3 separate regions of the Mus musculus genome follow, and regions 2 and 3 are each linked to region 1. Evidence: chromatin contacts called from public HiChIP or PLAC-seq and promoter capture Hi-C data. All regions are on one chromosome and are shown on one strand. Each heading gives the region's core, a stretch centred on a gene start, on an enhancer-like site or on the middle of the called end of the contact. The rest is flanking DNA. Distances are from core to core; before and after follow the strand shown. Region 1 holds the start of Wdfy4 (WD repeat and FYVE domain containing 4). Region 2 overlaps Arhgap22 (Rho GTPase activating protein 22). Region 3 has its middle 35 kb from the start of Gm36674.

The links. Promoter capture Hi-C pulls out the DNA fragments that hold promoters and counts their contacts. HiChIP or PLAC-seq counts read pairs in DNA pulled down with a chosen protein or histone mark.
Region 2: an H3K4me3 HiChIP or PLAC-seq map of bone marrow-derived macrophages shows a contact between it and region 1, with 2.3 times the contacts expected there. The contact joins the enhancer-like site here to the promoter of Wdfy4 in region 1. A contact is called at or near these places in 2 of 39 promoter capture datasets (neutrophils and pre-B cells), 3 of 115 datasets of contacts at active chromatin or transcription factors (bone marrow-derived macrophages, embryonic stem cells and microglia) and 3 of 9 other capture datasets (adipose tissue, liver and pancreatic islet).
Region 3: a promoter capture Hi-C map of pre-B cells shows a contact between it and region 1. The contact joins the enhancer-like site here to the promoter of Wdfy4 in region 1. A contact is called at or near these places in 4 of 39 promoter capture datasets (the C10 cell line, embryonic stem cells, pre-B cells and 1 more), 2 of 484 Hi-C or Micro-C datasets (cerebral cortex and pro-B cells) and 1 of 9 other capture datasets (liver).

The regions. Positions count from the first base shown.
Region 1 is chr14:33,182,891-33,186,915 of GRCm38.p6, reverse strand. Wdfy4 (WD repeat and FYVE domain containing 4) reads left to right here and starts at 1,850. Exons shown (of 59, transcript NM_001146022.2): 1 at 1,850-2,048.
Region 2 is chr14:33,321,895-33,325,877 of GRCm38.p6, reverse strand. The region is part of intron 4 of Arhgap22 (Rho GTPase activating protein 22); the gene reads right to left. Among named protein-coding and RNA genes, the nearest start is that of Gm41130, 92 kb to the right of the region's middle. Within about 2 kb of position 1,372, at least 46 of the 459 cell types and tissues checked have an H3K27ac peak or open chromatin away from gene starts, as enhancers often do. A contact at or near this core is called in bone marrow-derived macrophages and microglia, where this site is marked.
Region 3 is chr14:32,947,821-32,952,025 of GRCm38.p6, reverse strand. No RefSeq gene overlaps it. Among named protein-coding and RNA genes, the nearest start is that of Gm36674, 35 kb to the right of the region's middle. Within about 2 kb of position 1,310, at least 57 of the 459 cell types and tissues checked have an H3K27ac peak or open chromatin away from gene starts, as enhancers often do. A contact at or near this core is called in pre-B cells and pro-B cells, where this site is marked.

The sequences.
Region 1 (4,025 bases), core at 601-3,100:
CTTTTATCTTTCTTTCTTATTTTTAATAGCAGAGTCTAAGTGCCATCCATGTCCTGTGGGATCATCCGCTGGAGCATGGCCAACCTGCTGAGGACCACACAGCCCAAGATAACTGACTCTCATTCCTCTAGCTGCTGTTGGCTGTCAGTAGCTCAGGGAACATCATGGAAGACAGAGAGCAAAGACTATAAGAGTCAGAGGTCACGGAGGACCAGGTATCTTTGGACACGACAGGACTGCTGTACTCATTAGCCAACAGCAGCTGTGGCTTCATGCATAAGAGTTGCTCAAGATCAAGCCAGCCAGTGTTCTATCATGGATAGAGGAAAGTCAACTGAGCCTCCATTGTCTTCTGACTTCTGTTGTTTCTGATACAGCATTCGCTTAAGTCGCCATCAAGTTGTTCCCTGTGTTTCTTTTCTTGCCCACTGTTCATTGGGTAACATTATTTTTGATGTTCATGACTTTGACCATGGAAAACCTAAGGGTGTTTCCCTTCCACATGGCAATGCCCACCTGTGGAAGGAGTCTCTCTGCTCCCCTGGTGGGTGGCTTCTGCACTGGGCCTGAGTTGTTTGCTGAGCCCGAGTGTGAAACTTTCCCCATAGGAAAAGCTGGAGTTATGGGAATGTGCATATTGTAAAGGCACAAGGCTGCAACATCCAATCAGAGATTCCTCTCTGCTCTTATAAGTGCCTGGACCCTGCCCTTTCCCCTACTGACCCACATTGTCCTGTGGGTCATCTGGGCAGAACATCACCTGCACGAATGAAGTCACCTCATCAGGAGAACACCCCACTTTCTCCTTTGTGTGTTTCTGAGCCTCACACTCCTGCAACCCCTAACCCTTGGCTTTGTCTCCCCCAGTCCCCCCTGTGCCTGGCTTATCTACAAAGACGTTTCTGATTTTCTCTAAGCTTCTGCTCCAATCTAGTCTTCTCCATCCTGTGGAGACATTAAGAACTCTGCTGGGGTCTTAGAAAGAGCCATTCTTCCATATTGGTATTCCACACACCTGCTCCCATACCTTACCATTTAGAGAAGGGAAGGCATTTAGATTTAGTTCCTAGGGATTTGAAATTAGGACTGGGAGGCTGAGGGTTAGGACGAGGAGCCATACGGACCCCAGCCTGCTGGGCACACAGCTAGTAAGCAGCAGAGGCGGAATTCAGACATGGGCACCAGGCTGTACTTTCCCTTCTGTTCCTAGGTCCCACCTGGCTCTGCTTGATCACCAAACACACAGTCTCAGGGGAGCTTTTGTGAAACCCATGTTGTCCTGCCAGTCATTGGTGAAGCAGCTCTGTCATTGGCTCCTTGGAGGGAAGGATGGGAAGGGCAGGCATCTGCTGACTTCCCACTTCTGCTTTCTCCAGGAAATGAAGAGAAACCCAGCACAAGTGATTCATAATGAAACACTGTTGTTGATGGCTGCCATGCGAGGCCAGGTCTTGGTCTGTTCCCCTGAGCTGAGCCATTGGAGGCTGGGGATAGAAGCACTCACACCATGTGACATCCGCAGGCTTTGACCACCACCCTCCAGGTACGTCTTTCTGATCTTGGATAAGAGAGATCAGCCAGGTGGGGGCTGTTTGTTGCGGTAGACTGCCCCGCTGCTTCCTGCAAAGCCAACTGTGGAGCACATGTGTGACCATCAGTACTTAGTCTGAATGCGGGGTGGCAGAGAGGAGGGACGATTGGCAGGAAGTGAGCGGTGAAGGAGGTCCTTGTGGTCAGTGCCTCTCAGCACCCTTGTCACTTGTGAGTTTTGCTGAGCTGACCAGGCACTAGATCATTCCTTACCCTCTGACCACGGGTTAAGTCCCTTCTTTAGACTCTGCTGAGAGGTAGGAGTCTGCCACAGCTGGGGAAAACTAACTCTGGCTTGTGCCACTGTCAAGGTATAGAACGGGACACTGACTGAGACGCTCCTCTCATAGCCCTGGTGTAGCTTGTGAAGGGTGGACCACCCACCCTGGCCTTCGGGGCAGCTGGGCAGACCTGGTCTTGCCCTTAGCTGGCCCCACCCTTGCCTGCCCCAGGATCTGGTAAGTAGAAGTCTCTTAAGGTGGCATTTCTTCACCTGCGTTATCACACGCAGCCTTTGAATTCCAATGTTTCTCATTAACAGCAGCATCTGGGCCACTGAGGATTGATCCCTTTCTCCTTCAAAACCCAGCTTTCAAGAACCTAATCCTTTGTCCCAGTCTTTCCGAAGTGATGACTGGGCGTTGGGTACTGTCTTTCTAGGGAATATTTCAAGTATAATTGTCTCCATTTCTATCCACTTACGTCCAATGAACTAGTAAAGAGACAAGTTACAGATGGGGCCTGTGATGCCGGTGCGGTGACATAAAGTGGGTTGGAGGAATGTGCAGGATGGACAGGGAGGGCACACATCTGCTGAGAGGACACTGAAGGAGCCCAGCCCTGCACTGTGGTTTCTGAGAATTGCTCTTAAAAGCCTTCAGGAAGGCTTGGAGGTCAGTGTGGTACCTTGCAGTGAAGGGTGTGCTGGGGGCTGGGGACTAGCCAGAGAGTTGGGTGTGGGCTCAAGTGTGGGAAAAATTCTCCTGTCTTTACATCCTTGGTGTCTGGTCTGACCTCCTATGGGCCTAAAAGAGTTTTCTTTTTTATTAAATTTTAAAAAAACCTTATTTTATTATCTTGTGTGTATAGGTGTTTAGCCTGAATGACCCTCTGTCCCAGCTTTGGGATTATTGTTTCCTTGTTTTTATTTCTGATTCCTCCACTATCTCTAAATTGTTTAATACATGTCTGGTAGTTTGAATGGGAGTGCTTTCCTTAGGCTCATATATTTTCATACTTGGTCTCTAATTGGTGGAAATGTTTGGGAAGTGTTAGGAGGTGTGGCCTTGTTGGAAAGGGTGAGTTACTGGGGGCGGGCTTTGAGGTTTCAAAAGTCCTCTCCCTTTGTTTCTAGTGAGGGCCTCTCTCTTTGCCTCTTGGATGTGATTTTTAGACTCTCAGCTGTTCCTGCCACTGTTCCTTTGCTCTGACATCATGGATTCTAATCCTCCGAACCTGTAAGCAACAGATTAAATGCTTTCTTTTGTAACTTGTCTTGGTCATGGTGTTTTATCACAGCAACGGAAAGGTAACCCAAACTATATATGGCTTTATTTTATACTTTTTTGAACTTAGCCTGAAGTTAGGCGCGCGCGCGCGCGCACACACACACACACACACACACACACACACAGAGTATACTGTATGCATGAGTGTGTGCATATGTATGCAGGTACACATACCTGTGCATGCATATGGAGAGGACAGACTTTGATATCAGATGTCTTACTCTACTGTTCTACATCTTTATCTTTGAGACAAGGTCTCTGAATGCCCCTTTGGATAGATTGGTTGACCAGTAAGCCCAGGGAATCTGCCTCTCTTTGCCTCCCAGATCCAGAGATGTAGATCTGTGCTGCTCTGCTAGCCTTTATGTGGGAGCTAGGAAACAGGACTCAGGTCAGCATGTTTACCCAGCGAGCAATTTTACCCTCTGCACCATCTCTCCAGCCTGAATTAAACATTATTGAAGACTTGCTTAATTGCCTCAAAGCTATGTTTTTGAAATTTGTTTGTATTGCTGGAAACCCTTTTAATTTGTTAATATACAATTCTGTGCAGCATTTATTTCATGAACATAGTTTTCTGAGAGCCTGCTGATAGGCACGTGAGACATTTCTAGTTGTTTTTGTCCTATTACAAACGGTGATACTATGGTTCTTCTTTTACATCATCCTAGCATAGATGTAACAATTTCTCTGAAGAGTGTATCCTGGAAATAGAATTGGGTCACAGGCAAACTTATCATCAGCTTTAGTGTGTGCTCTGAAGATTGGTTCCAAGACACCCCTTACACTTGTCTGCATATGTTCAAGTCCAATCTACAAACTGGTACAGTATATGGATATTACCTACATATAACCCCCACCCACACGAATAGCTGAACCCACAGGGGTGGAGCCTCAGATCCAACATGCGGATCATTTTACTGAACC
Region 2 (3,983 bases), core at 123-2,622, 140 kb before region 1:
GTATCTACCATGTCTAGTTTTCAGCAAACATTGCAGTACGAAAGAAACAAAGTATGGACCATGCACAGAAATTAATCTACAGAAACTACTCTTGACCAGCTCTGTTTGCTAGACAAAGACTACAAGTCAGCCACTGTAAATACACTCAAAGAAATTAAGGACACCTCTGGGCGCCACACACAGCTTTAATCCCAGCAGGCAGGCAGATCGCTGTGAGTTCAAGGCCAGCAGCCAGACCTACATAAGGGGGATGGGGTGGGGACTGGCTATAATGACGTCTCACTGATTGTATACTAGTGATAAAGAAATGTCAATTGTAAAAGGGAAGCAAATAGAAATTCTAAAGTGTAAAACTGTGATAATTTAGTATAAGACCTCAACATGGGTTTGAGAGAGACTGAAGATACCCAGTCTGGAGTGAAATGCTTTTTAAAACACGAATTAAAATGAACAGCAGAACTTTATAAATTGATGATACGTGATTAAGTGTTCCAGTATACACATCATGTGAGTTCCAGGGGGAAACACGGTGGTGAGAACAGGTAGAGAGGATACAAATAATGGTTCAAAATCCTACAAACTTGCTGAAAAACACTGATCTAAGAATCTCAAGCCCGGAAAGACGGCAAACTGGGCGTCACACCTGACAAATACACAGGGGAGCAGGGAGAAGACAGGGAATCTCGAAAGCGCCAAGGGTCTGCCTTTACGCATGCTCCAAGGGAGGCCACTCACCCAACCCAGATCTTAGGACCTCCATCCTAGCCAGACTGCTTCTGCTCTTGTCTAAGAAGGCAAGACAGCAACTGCCGGGCCGTTGCTGTCCACTGCTAGAAGCAGAGAGCAGTTCTGAGCTTTCACAAAAGAATGGTCTGGAGGCCCGGCTGCCATGGAGATCACCAGAGATTGCTGGCCTCTCTTCCCGGATGGCCACTGAGCTTCTGCCTTGTAGCCCAGCCAGAAAAGGGAAGGCCTGAGAAATCGCTAGGCTTTCTGAAGCCCCTTGAGTCTGGTGTGTGCAGCCTAAAGGTGGGTGGGGCGAAGAGGTTCAGGGAGGGGAGGCTCTGGCTAGGAAGTGGAACTAAAAGCCTCTGCTGTGCCTGAGGCCAGTTCCTGTTTGAAGGAACCCACAAGGCTGCTGTCCGGGACACTCGAATAGGGAAGAGGTGACAGAGGACACTTCTCAGAAGCACAGTGGGACCTGCACAAAACCCAAGCCACAGGCAGGATGCTGTGGGCCCTGCAACCTCTACCCACCAGAACCATGAGGCTCTGACCTTCTGGCCACCATTCACAGCCTCGCCTCCACCCACACCATGTTCCACTGCCTCTGGAGCGGAGCTGAACACAAGCTGCCCCAGCCGCTGGCCTCTGATGCCCATCCCTAGGGCTCAATGTTGGCAGTGTGGTCGGGACTCTTTTGAACAATCTGCCCCTGGGATCTGCTAGCTAGCCAGGGTCACACACTGAGTGGGGAGCCAGAGTCTCACCTTCATGCCTACACTCCACTTGCTATTGTTCACAAAACACATAGGTTCAGTGTCAGCTTACAGAGGCAACAAGAGATGACCACTGGGGACAGCCAATCAGGCCAACCCCACTCCTGAAGAATGAAGTGACAGGAACCTATAGACCAGTGGCTTAGAGACAGCTTTGGGTGCGGGCCACCTGCTGGGGCTCAATCATTCTCAGACCGGCTGAAGGCATACAGAAAGCAGTGTGTAAGGGGCCAGAGAGGTTCAGGCAATGTGGTCAGACAAGCTGGTCACTAGACTAAGGAGCTGAGATTTTTCTGTAGACAGAGACTCTGAGGGAGGTCTAAGGAGGGACACGTGTGACTAAGTCTACTGAGGGTCAGTGTTTGGGCAGCAGACTAGAACAGGTGTGGGGTGACCAACCTAGAAGCCAGTGCAGGTGACAAGAAAGTAGGTGTCCAGGGTACCAGATCTCAGAGCACCCACCCTTCCACTACAGGAAACGAAGAAGAGAGAGCCAGCAACTCTGCAGTGGGACTGGTGGGTGTGAAGGGCTCCTGCTGAGATCTGGACAGGGGCTCTGCACCTGCTGGTGGTGACGAATGCGGCAGAGGAGAGGGTGGCCACGTGTCTACAACCGCCCAGTCCTCAGAGACCTAGAGAGACAGAACTCAGAAAATAGGGGAGGCCAAAGCAAACAGAGTGCATCAGGGCACGAGGGCCAAGTCGCACAGACAAGGATGAAAAGCTGGACAGGTGCAGCCACCAGCAGTAAGGTGGGACAGAAGGGGCCTAGGGGTCATCAGATGCTCCAGTCGAGGCTACCAAGGATGTGGGGGACAAATGGAGGGAAAGAGGCAGCCAGAGCCAGGCAAGGTGCTAGGGTGGGAAACGGAATGAAGGGTAGATCCCAAAGAGCACAAAGTGGGCACAAGACCTGTGGTAGTACTGGGCTAACTGCACTTTCTGATAAGGCACTCAGGTAGATTTATAATGGCAGAAGGAGCCACAGGACGAAGGGGGTGAGGGTGTCTGCAAGCAGGGAGGGCTTCTGACCTGAGGAAGAGTGAGAAGCCAAAAGGCCCAGAAGGAACAGGAGATAGCAGCAGCAAGGCCAGCAGCGGCCGATCTCACAGCCCCACACTCTGCTCTCTTGTAACTATCCAGCCTAGATCCAACATGGACGATGCCAGGCTCAAGGCTCCTTCTATCCCTCAGTCCTGAGCAAGTATGCAACAAGGAAGAACTGGATAAACATGCCCCATACATAGCCCTACACACAGATGTATCTAGAAACACTCCCAGAAAGGATGAAATCTCACAGGCACCTCAGAGTTCACCGCAAGTAGCTCCGCCCTCTGCACAGGGACATGTGACATCTGCAGACCCCACCCTGCAGCAGGAACTCTCACTTCTCTGGGAACACCTGGGGCCGGGCCCTAACTTCTGCAGCACCCAGTCATTCAGCTACTACCACCATCACCCTAGAAGGCCTGCAGCAATGCCCCACACCCACTGTGCACTGAGTTCAAGCAGCCAAAGGCCTCTGGACAAACTCCAGCGCCGGGTTGTAAAGGCACAGGATGCTGCTGCTAAACCAGACTCGGACACTAGGGGGAGTTTTGAGGCTCTCTCTGCCAGATTCCATTCAGATTACTGGAATTTTTCTACTTCTTCCAACACACTTTCACACATGGACAATCTGCTAAAATGCTCCGTTGCAAAAAATTTAGGTTCAGGAACACCCAAGAATGAAATCACTGAGAACGGCAGTTGCCTTAGCTGTTAGTCCAATGGAATATCAGTAACTAAAGGACTTTTCTGAGTAAAAGGATGTGTGTGTGTGTGTGTATTCGTTCTAAGACAAGAGTCTTGCTGTGTAGACCTGCCTGGGATTGAATCTACAGTATTCAAGTTTCCTGCTTCCGCTTACCGAATTCTGAGACTGCAGGTTTGAGCCTCATGCTTGGCTTCTTCATTTTCTTTAAAAAAAAAAAAAAAAAACCAAAAACCAAAAAACAAAAAAAACAAAAACTTTTCTAAAAAGCAAATACCCATATATTTTGATTTGAGAGTCCTAATCTTCTCAGGTGACTAGTGCTCTCATGTGCGCGCATACACACACACACACACACACACACACACAGCCTTAGAAAACAACTTGCTGAGTTACTGCTATGACAACCGAGCTTAATATCTAAAGCAGAAATTCTTAAAGAGTATCCAGCGGCATGTGCCCCATGAAGCTCTGTGTAAAGCAGTTTCCCTGGAGACAAGCCTAGAAGCTAGACCCACGGTCCACCCAACATACAGCTACACAAAGGTGTCAAAGGCCCTGAGATGGCCTTGCAGAAGAAACCTTGAAAACCTTGCTAAACGACGATGTCTCAGGTTACTTCACCGTGTAACAGTCCACTTCTCTCACTGACTGCAGAACTCACTTCAAACAGTGAGCTGCTCAGCCCTTCACCAGATGGGCCACACGCATTCACATGTGTTAAACGAGTC
Region 3 (4,205 bases), core at 61-2,560, 230 kb after region 1:
TACTGGGTTCGGCAAGTCTCTCTGACATCAGACTGCACATCAGAGTCAAGAGCGAGCTGTGAAGCCCAGCCCAGAAATCACTGAACTCCACCCTCATAAGCTTTCAGGGAACCACTTGATCCAGGAGCCTTCACCAGGCTCTGAGATACAGCCTAGCCTGTTCCTCCCGTGCCGAACCTGACCAGGTCACCAGTGTGATCTTTCACCTCTGCCCTTTACATGTGCTGCCTACACAGCGCAATGGAGGAGACACTTTATGTGTGTGTTCTCCTCTCCCTGAGCAGTCCCTACACCCACACAGGGTACGTCTTCTTCTCTACAATCCTTGTGTCAAGCCAAGCCCAGTGCAAGAGGGAGATGCTGGCTGACTGCTGTAAAGAGGGCCACAACTCAGGCACCCATCACGTAGACTAGACTACCATAGGTCAGAGTGAGGCTGCATCCTGAGGGAAGCCTGGGAGCAGCCATGCATGTGTTAGAAGGAGAGCATACCTGGTCGGGGAATGACCAGCTATACATCGTGGGTTAGATACATGCTACTGCAAGCAACAGAAGAGCCCTCTGTGGTCCTGGTGGGATATGGGGTTGGAAGAGAGCTGGCCAGAGAGGAAAAAGAAGACACTGGCAGCCAAGCCAGGTGATGCTAGCCGCATGTGTTGACTGGGAAACTCTCAATGCTAGTAAGTGATGTGGCAGAGCGCCCCCACAGCCTCACCCCAGCTGGTACCAGCATACTCAGCTTTACCTTCTGTCTCAGGGTCCTTAGACACCACCATGGGTCCCTCGGGGCAGGGCACAGTGCAGCTGGCATCAGCAGACTGGGAGGCCCACTCCTAGCCTCCTCCCTGAGATATCTGGAGTCAGCCCTCCCTCCGAGGGCTCCGCCAGCCTCTCTCTCAGGCAACAGCTGCCTTCCCTGGGGGAGACGTCCCAGCGGAGCGAGGCCAAGCCGAGCTAAGAGCTGAACTGGAGGACCGCTGTGAAAAATAACACAGCTGGTCAGCTGCGCCATTTCCTGTACAGCACATAATTAGGTTAGATAAGAAACTAGCTGTGTCTAAGTGCTGTAAATGTCTATATTAAGCTATTTTGAAAGTGCCGAGCACTTTGACATTTGAGAGTTCAGAGTAATTGAGGTATTGAAATAAAATTGCTTCTGTTATTTAAAAGGTCATTATCGTCTTCAGCTAGATATATGAGGACTATTTTCCACTCTAGTGAGCCGTTCTCTCTGGCACAATTAGTGTCGCTTGAGTAGAGGCCTGCCAGGGAGACTCCCACCCAGCAGTCCCTACCAGAGGCACAAGGTAGAGTTCAGATATGTGAAGCGGGAGGAGAGAGAGGAGAAGCCCCTGACACCGCACAGCCCTTGCCAATGGCGGCATAAGTGCATGCTGTGCATCTCCGATTCATCCTCTCAGGCATCCCCCCAAGGATGCCACCATAGTCAGAACACTGTAGATGAAGCATGAGAGTCTGCATCGGTCACCCATGTGACTTGTGGGAGCAGGGAGAGACCAGAGCAGACCACTGGACACGTAGCAATGAGCAGGCTGTGGGAGTCTGTGTCTTTGGGTTATGCCAGTTGTGGGAAGAGTATAATAGCCCATGAAGAACATCCCCTGCTCCCCAGTCCATGAGTGGAAAAAGACAAGAAACGGGCAGGGAACTAGACACAGCACAGTGGCTGGATGTGCTAGAAAACACTAGGGCTGGCTCCTCCACTCTCCTTTACGAAGCTCAAACGGCTCTCTCTGTCTTCTTCTCCTTCATCCCAAGCCTTCACCAGCCCTTGTGTTTTCAGTGTTTGTTCCAGGAAAGCACAGAAGCCATAGTGACCGCTGCACAGAGATGGAGGATTTAAAGTGATGGTCCCTGGGAGGGAGATTGGATGGGCAAGCGTGCTGGCTCCAAGGACAGCCAGAGGCTGGCACATCAGGGTCTGGTGGTCAACCTCCTGAGGCACAAGATCCCTGCCACGCTCATCGGTGTCATTGTAATACTGAGGATCCAAACAAATCCAGATCTCAAGCCACCGGTACAAATGTGGTTGTTTTTACAGGAATACTAGCTGACATAGCTTTTTAAAGGTCTCATCCAAGCATCTTAACTCTCCACAGCTCCAATTATTGAGTTAAATAAATAGATGCTTTAAGCTACAATCTAAAATACCAATGTACTATCTAAGAGAGTAAAAAGAAAACTATCCTTGGTTATTACCAACTTACTATACCACAACTTTTCAGCATCTCTGAGGCACTTAACCTCCAAAGGCTTGCTATTCAACACTAGGGGACCTGCTGCTCCTGGGAGGGAATGATGGCGTCCAAGTCCGTTATGTGTGGCTATAACCTGAAACTGGGGAACTTAACAAGAGTGGGGAGTTAGTAATTTTGTATGATTCTGGAGGTTTAGAAGCCCAAAGTCAAGGAGTTGATATCTAAGGGCAACTTTTGTGGCTCATTGCCCCACAGTAGAAGGCAGAAAGGCAAGAAAACACAGTCACCAGGCAGCTGAATACATACTATCTAATTCTTACATGACACATCAGTTCATTCATAGGTAGATCGCTCTTGACTTAATCACCTTTCATCAGGCCCCATCTTTCAACATTGTTCCATTGAGGACACATTCAAACTGCAGCAAATGGGGGTGGCGCGTCCCCCAAGTTATATTTATTTAGACAGTCACGCTGTAAGAGACCCTGTGCCGAGGGAGACTGCAAAGTTGGTCACATAGGAAGCATGGACACTTTCAAAGCAGAGACTCAAACAGGTAATATACCATGTTCAAGGCAGCGCTGTTCAGGATGCAAATGTCTATGGACGAACGAGTGGACACATACAATGGATTAGCCTTCTAAAGGACATTCAGACCTATGCTATAACACTGATAGCCCTGAATACGGTTTACCAGCTGAAATAAGCTAGACACAAAAGACAACAACCTACTATATAATAAACTATGTAAGCCCACTTAAATGAGTCATTCAAGTAGTCACGTTTATAAAGACAGAAAGAACAATAGTGATTTTCCCAATCTGTGGGGCCGGAAAGCAGGGGGATTACTGTTTTACTTTGGGAAAATAAAACCTTGCTAGCAATGGTGCTGATGATGTTTCTACATCAGTATGAATACCCCTGGTGCCATGGAATTGTACCCATGAAAATTATTAAAATAGAAAAATTTGTATCATATATACACATATATATTCCCCATGGTGAACAAAAGTTTGAGGATAAGGAAAATAAAGAAGTGTGCACCCTAGTATGGTTAGTACTGCAGGGGACCCAGAGCGGCAGGCTGGAAAGCAAAGGAAGAGTATAGAGTCCCATTGGACATTTGTCTTTCTGTGGTCTGTCCATGCTGCAGGCTGAGATCCATGTTTCAGGAAGCCAGTCTGAGAGCTACACAAATAACGGTTATTGAGACGATCGCACAGCCTGGCTCAACATCACACTAGGAGGCAGTGAGGATTCAGCGAGGCCTTGAAGGCAACTTGAGACAACAGAGAAACAGAAGAGAGCTGAACCAGGCTGGCATGAGCAGGGAACCCATTTACTGAAGAGCCAAGGAGGGATGGGGAGTCTGGTACTTCCTTGGAAAGACCACATTTTTAAAAACGTGCTATAGGACTTGGGTTAGAACTTCATGGTAAAGCACATACTTGGCATGTCCTTGGGTTTGATCCATGGCACATTAAACACATGTGTTGAATTTGGGGAGATAGGTACCACACCACCACAGACCCATGGAAACAAAAGCAACCTGTGAACATAAGCTACTCCTGCCTTCTTCCAGAGTACCTATTTCACCTAAGAAAACATACTACGTATTTCTAAATTGTAAACAATTTCACCAGTAATAACTGAGGCCAGAACCCAGGGCCTTGCACACACGGGACAGGAATTCTCTCACTGGGCAGCAGTACCCTACCACCATGGCCAACATATGAAACAGACCCAAGGGGCACACGTTGGCTTGTAAGTTGATTCCAAGATGAGCTATCTTCTTAAGAAGTGTGGACATTTTCCCCCAGGCCTCAGAATCTAACTGTAGTTTCCTAACAGATGGTTCCAGAAGCTGTTGGGGATTTCTGAGTCTATGGGGTTGGTCCTGACTGTCCCCACTGTCCATAGGTCCTGTGCCCCACATCAAAGAATCTACCACCTTCTTCTTGTCTCATATAGGAGGAGTTTCTGCAG